2 separate regions of the Rattus norvegicus genome follow, and region 1 is linked to region 2. Evidence: chromatin contacts called from public Hi-C data. All regions are on one chromosome and are shown on one strand. The core of a region is the stretch at or near the end of the contact, and the rest is flanking DNA. Distances in the headings are between cores, read along the strand shown. Region 1 holds the start of Pla2g4a (phospholipase A2 group IVA). Region 2 overlaps Pla2g4a (phospholipase A2 group IVA).

What was found. Hi-C and Micro-C count contacts between places; a contact is called where the count stands out from the background.
Region 1: a contact with region 2 is called in a Hi-C map of the A7r5 cell line, with 2.9 times the contacts expected there. The contact joins the promoter of Pla2g4a here to the enhancer-like site in region 2. A contact is called at or near these places in 2 of 12 Hi-C or Micro-C datasets (the A7r5 cell line and frontal cortex).

What each region holds. Positions count from the first base shown.
Region 1 is chr13:64,570,864-64,574,305 of GRCr8, forward strand. Pla2g4a (phospholipase A2 group IVA) reads right to left here and starts at 1,489. Exons shown (of 18, transcript NM_133551.2): 1 at 1,385-1,489.
Region 2 is chr13:64,453,922-64,457,453 of GRCr8, forward strand. Pla2g4a (phospholipase A2 group IVA) reads right to left here. Exons shown (of 18, transcript NM_133551.2): 14 at 2,663-2,905. Among named protein-coding and RNA genes, the nearest start is that of Pla2g4a, 120 kb to the right of the region's middle. Within about 2 kb of position 2,225, at least 7 of the 93 cell types and tissues checked have an H3K27ac peak or open chromatin away from gene starts, as enhancers often do. A contact at or near this core is called in the A7r5 cell line, where this site is marked.

The sequences.
Region 1 (3,442 bases), core at 239-2,738, 120 kb after region 2:
ATATAGAAAGGGAGTAAAAACGGACGTGGCAACTTTTGTCTTCCTCTTTTTTTCTACTCCTAGAACATGCTTATTAATATTTAAGCAATCAAACAATTAGTGTCAGGACTCTGCTGTCTAAGTAGCAGCACTAGGGAAGACAAGGGTTAAAAACAGGCCAATTGACTTCTGTGACATGAACTTTACCAGAGGCTAAGACGTGTGCTTCCTAACTTTATTTTTTTTCTATTTAAAAATAAATGCTATTTGAAAACGTATACAGTTAAAATGAAAGTGTTCCTTCCCATAAAATATGTTTTCCTTAGAGGAAGTTCTGTAAAACTTTGAGAAAAGGCCATTAAACTTCTCTATGAATTTCACAATTATTGCTTAATTTAAAATTTAACTCTTCCTGAATTCAATTGAAACAGAGACTAGCTTCATTGCGAAGGTCTCGATGTATCTGGGATATAATTTCAGACTCGATACGTTTATTTCGTTAAACTCCCTGTGAATTTCTTTGACTGCAATTTCAAATGTATTCAACAAACAGAAGAAACAAATATACACCATTCCCCAAATTAGAATCCAAAATATCTTACTAGAATCCACCCTTTCTAAGTGGCACATCTCTAACACTCTCCACTGGCCTTCAGTGAAAGTAGTTTAAATCATCGGCCAACATCAAGAACATTTTTCTTAACCCAGTGTTTGAAGTGATGAAATCATTACAAGTTGTAAAAGACACAAAGAGGTTAAGTCACTTATTTCAAAACCAAGTGCCTTTCCCGCTTTCATCTTTTGAACCCCAATTCTAAAAACGGTATTCGCTTTCAAAATTTAAGCATGCAACTGGATAAAAAAGTTTTGACCCGTTCTCCTGTCAAAACAAGTTACCCAAAGACTGCGAGCAGCAATGTTTGTAGTTCACAGTTTTTCAGTATTATCTGTCACAGCACACAGAAACCCATTAAAGAACCAGGAATTCTCTGCCTAGTATGACTATTTTTTTATTAATTAAAATTTAAATGAGTCACCAAACTGCCCCTGACCATCTTCACTGGCTAGCAACATGCAACTCAAATCCAGGAGTCAGGAATCACTGGGAGGCATCACGTGGAACACGACCGAGCGCCAATTCACTTCTCTATACTCAATTTCCCAGCACCCGCTGAAGGAAACGACCTATACCTTTATTCCAATCTGCCCTTAGACCCAGGAAAGCAAATCCTCATCAGTTAGAAGGAAACTGAAGCCTGCTTTGTGAACTTTTCCCAAAGGCAGAGGAGTGAACAAGTGAGGTTTTAATCACGCGTGGCTGCCTTCCTGCTAGGAAGCTGCCCTGATGATATAGCTACGAAAAGTGCAAGAGGAAGCAGGCAGGGAGAGTAAATACATCGCTTACAGTTCCCAGAGTTAAATGAGAATCCTCAGGTTTCTCTGTGCCTTCTAGCTCTCTGTCAGTCGGGAGCCCTGATGGGAGCCCTTCACAGTTCCGACTTTGAGAAAGTCTTCTCCCGCTGGTAGGAGGGGCTAAGAAATGGGCTGGTCTCTGTGGATGTTAAGGTGGAATTCAAGAGAGGGCCAGAGCTCCTCTGGTGAAGACTAATGTTATAAATGTACATGCTTAATTTTCAGAAACAAGGCTTTGAAGTCAGAAAATATGCTTTAAAAACATGTGATCTAACTGGTCCTAGGGGTGTGCATGAAAATATGCTTTAAAAACATGTGACCTAACTGGTCCTAGGAGTATGCGAGTGTGTGCATGTTTGTGTGTGTGTGTGTGTGTGTGTGTGTGTGTGTGTGTTTTACTGCTGCTTGCCCTTAAGCAGTCACTACTTCCTCTTTTTTCCAAAAGACTAAAAGTGAAGTTGAAAAGATAATGAATTATGTTGAGCATTTTTAAAGTCTTTAAAAAGCGATGTTTTAAACAAACCTCAAATTATTTATTTATACATATGTGTGTGTGTGTGTATAAAAAACAGTTGAACAATGTTGAATCACTTTAAAATGCAAACCTTTTCAAGCTTTTCTCCCCAAACTCAAAACCCCTGACCTATTTAAGACATTTCAAAGGATAGAACACACACGTTCCAATTCAGAAACAACAACAAACCAGGCAGAATCCCAAGTCTGAATACATTGTAAAGCGTATAATAACTTCTGTGTGAAGAAAGCATTGTATCCCTTGCAAGTGTGGTAGCTCGCACCTGTCATCCCAGCACGTGGGAAGCACGAAGTATCTATGGATGAGTTCAAGGTCAGCCTAAGCTACATAGTGAAGCCATATCTCAAAGCAAACAGACATCATGAGAATTCCCGAAACTCCACTATTCTAAGTACCCTGGTTAGGAAGCCTGCAGAGCCTCTACCATACCAACAGCAGTCACTATCTTGTCCTTCCTCCCTACAACTCCTTAATTCATTTCCTAATTAGTATCATCAATATTTTTTTAAAGCACTTCTCCTCTTCTTTTCTCTCAGGTTGCTTTCTATCGCTGGGATAAAATTTTCTGACCAGAAGCAACTTGCGAAGGGAAAGCTTCGTTTGGGCAGACAGGTCCTGATGGTAGTCCATCAGGAAGAGAAGTGGAGTAGGAATTCAAAGCAGACAACCGGAGGCAGGAACCGAAGCAAAAACCAAGGAGGGATGCCTTTTTGTTCTTATCTCATAATTTATTTCTTTTTGATGTAGGAGACAGACTCTCTCATGCAGCCTAGGCTGGACTCAAACTGAACTGGCCAGCAAAAGATGACTTTGAACTCTTGACTTTCCTGCCTCCACCTCTCTGGGATCAAGGGTACAAGACACCATACCTAGCAATTCATGTCATTATACTTTTAAAGGCTCCTTTTCCATTCACAAATAAAGTAAAAGGCGAATCTGGCACCTCTATTCTATCACAAAGTGCAAGTTTATGTGGTATGAATAGAAAGATTCGCACAGTTAGAATAAATATAGCAATCCACTGTAGAAAATACGGCTCCACATAGTCGTGTTCACCAACAGTTGGATTAGGAATTAGGTTGCCCTAATTCCTTCTATCCACTTACAGCGATAATTTCACAAGTTGTTTTTTGCTCTCCAAGATCCCTCTAAATTTGGTGGAGCAAATGTCCATCCAAGTTTAGTGACTCTGTCACAATGGGCACAAACCCTATTACTCATCTCACAGAAGGACTTCCAGGCACTGCAGGGTTTTGAAAATATTTATGCTGTCGGAATTTAAATGCACTGACGACAGTGTGTAGTCTAAGCCCCATTGCCACTGTGTTGAGGCAATTCTGAGTAGAAAGAATTATCTCTGAGTAAATTTCCTGTATTTCTCAAGTAGCTGAGCTTTGAAAGATGTCACTAGAAGGTTTTTCTTCAGCACATCGGTTGCCTAGGGCCAAGATAATAATAGCATTCTTATATGTGTGTTTATAACACCACTGCCTGCAAGCTCAGGAACATTCTATT
Region 2 (3,532 bases), core at 975-3,474:
TTTACTGAGATGTTAAAAGTAAACCTTTTCCCAAATATCATTAGCAGAAAACAACTTTTCAACATGTCAAAAGCATCTCAAAAAATGAATCTGGAGAGAGAGAGCAATTTCTCAATTTGTGGTTGAGAGCACCAGTTGTCTCTGCAAAGGACACAAGTTTCATTCCTAGCACCCACATCAGGCGGTTCACAGTGGGAGCTCCCACTTCCAGGAGCCAACACCTCTCTCCCCTCCCTGGGCACATACGCTGACACACAACTAAGTAACAAAAATGTTAAAACTCTAAAACAAATCTAAAGAATAAATATTTAGTACATATGATATATATTTTAGGATGATTACCATATAGTTCCCTAGGCTGTTTTCACTTTTGTAATGCTAATAAGCGTTTTTTCAGGGAAAAGATATGAGACCAGGTGATAGACACAGCAAGGGGGAAGCCCCAGCCTGCCATACTTATGCATAGTTATGCCCTCCTTCATCTACAGCTCCCTCAGGATCAGCACAGCTGGTATTCTCTTTCCTATTAGCATTATTAGAGCCAAAGTAGAGAAATCCTTCCATGAATCAGCTCTTGGAGGAAAGGCCTTGAAGTGCATTTAATCTTCACAGCTGTGATGGTTCTGTTGAACATGCTGCCTGGTGAATCCTGAGGACCAAGGACATTAGGAGTGCCCCTAAACTCTGTACGAATGCACAAAGGAACGAAGGAAAGAAACCCCAGGATTCTGAACACCTGTTAAGACAAGATGAGCAATACAGAGGCATGATCCCTCCAGTCACCAAAGTCGGCTAATAAAAATACAGGATGCCCTGCTTCCAATTTGCAGCTCACCCAAGCAACAAACGATTGCTTACTCTCAATATATCCCAAATGTTTTTGTGTTGATATATACACATAAATGTATTGTTTAAATTTTTTTTAAAAAAATCAATTGTGAATTCTGTGCTTTCTCTTGCCGTCCCAACACTGATATTCGATACTATAAAACTGCCAGGAAGTTCTTAAAATGTGGGGTGAGTTTGCTGGGATGCTTGCTACACAAACCTCAGAGGAATTGTGTTGGCAAAATGATACTGAAATAGAGATGAGACAAAGTAATACACCAAGAAAACTTCCACTCTTACATCAGCAAAACAATGACTAATAAAACCACAGGGGCTGGTGTGTAATGGAGGGGAAGACTTAGAAGCCAGACCCTGAGACTTATGGCCCAAGCCCAGATTTGCTAAGCAATTTGGAACAAAGACAACAGAAACTATAGTTTCTCTGATATCCTTTGTCTAGAAAGTTAAGTAGATGAAGGCTCTCTACAGATACGAAAACTTTGAGTATAATTTGCTTGAGCCGGTCAGCAGTTACCATAAAGCAAACGTTTCTAAGGAAGCACTCGCCCCTGAGTAGTCCAGATGGACAGCATATGCCACAAAAAGAGGGAAAGAATGCCACCAACTGTATAAGGATGTTTTAATCCCTTTTAGGTCAGGTAAACTTACCTTATCACAATTAGACTTTTCTCACAGCTAATATGCACAGATTTGGGCATGATAAATGTATAATTAAAAGTAACTCACATCCTGGAGTTTAAGGCCATGCATACGATACAAAATGCAGTGTTTGTTCCCCTTAAAGTCAAACAAGTAAAAACAAACAACACATTCTGAAACCTATAATAATGTTAAAAGGCAATAGGAAAGCTTTGGGGGGCAGGAGGGGCTGTTGTTTTGAATATCCCCTTTAAAGTTTTACAGCATCTCAGTAATGACCTTGAGACAGAGATGATTAAGAAATGATATTTGGACAACTAAGGAAAGATAATAGTGTGATCTAGAAGAAAACTTAAGGCCACCATAAAAAAAGATACATTACATATTTCTTATCAGCAAGGCAAATGTAACAAACATTTAATCAGTTAGTCACAGGGAACTGAAGAATAAAATGTTACTACTACTCTTGGGGATTTCACTTAGGGACAAGTCTGAAAGTGACTAGATTCTTACCAATCAACTTCACAAAGTTTCCTAATCTTGTCTGAAAACTGGAGAGGCAGTTTTCCCCGTCCAGATGGGCACTGCCATTTGGTCCACACCAACCCCTGTGCTGCATTGTTCCTTATTACCACCAGGGGGCGACAGGCCTAGTGAACTTTCATCACATCCTCAAATACTCATCTTGCAGACAGACCTGGCCTTTTCCAAAGAGGCCCGCCCACGGGATAGGAAGGAGGAAATGAGACATAGCTCTGTTTCTTCTCTTTCTGCTGCCAGGCACGACTGTGGAGGCGTTTGGGGAATGATTCTGGTGTTTTTGGAGTCACTCCTGGAAGCCGTGCACTTGCTTCTCTAATCCTTGGAACAGTTCTGGAAGCACCTATTTCCCTACCTTACAGTCCGTAATTATCATGGTAGAGGTTTCCTGTTGTCTGGAAGTGAATATTTTCAAAGAATATTTTCTACACTTGCATGGCTAGGCCATTTCCTATCCAATGTATTCTTCTTCAACAACAACAACAATAACAACAATAACAATAATATCCCCCCACAAGTCAATGTTCTTAAAATTGAGTCTAGTTTAATGTTGACCGGAATTAAAATGCTTCTCCCCAAGAAAAAAATAAAGATGTCCTGGAGAAACTTACACGGTTTACGTTTTGGTACATACCTGCTACCGCTGCGTCGAGTTCATCATCATCGAAGGAATCTTGGGGGCTGAAGTCTCTCAGGGGAGACAGTGGATACGATGTGTTGAGATTCAAGCCCAACATGAAGTTATGCACCTTCCCAGCACGTCCTTCTCGGGTATTGAATAAAGCTGAGTCACTCACCAAGGCCATTAGCATCCGATGGACCCAACTTGCTTGGTTGTCATTTTGGTACTCTCTTTCCGCATCTTCATTCTCGGTGCCTGAAGCGAAGGAACACGTCACGTGCCAAGTATATACCCGCGTGCCCAAAGGGACAGGTTTCTGTTATTATTGACTTTCCATGCTCAATCACCCAAATTAAAACTCAAGTTCTAGGGCTTCGTGGAATATGCTTATTTGCATAAAATAAAAGCCCAGCCGTTTCTGCTTTCAAGTCCTCTTAGTTACCTTTTCCCTACACATAACGTCAGTCTATATCCTTCACTGAAACCTCTTGATCTGTTTAAAATTTTCATATAAACAATTTTCTCCTTTCTCCCTTTCTCTAGTTCTCCTTCATCCAACACACACTATACAACACAACACACACACAACACAGAGACATACACTGAGAACCCTTATTACTTAATACTACCACCTATGTTTTCTAATTTTTTCCTAAGAGTCTGTATCCTGCTTAATAAACATCCAGGGGTTACCGAAACCTAGGCATGACAGCAGACCCACCCTATGACTGCGGATAAATAAACACTGATCTTATGACCTGTTATTGCATCCTTGCTTATACAGCCTGGGGATTTAAACCTCTGTAATTTAAACAAATGATATAAAGTGTTTTAAAGTTCACCAGTGTGTCTGGAGAAGCAATGACAAATGATTTCCTCCTC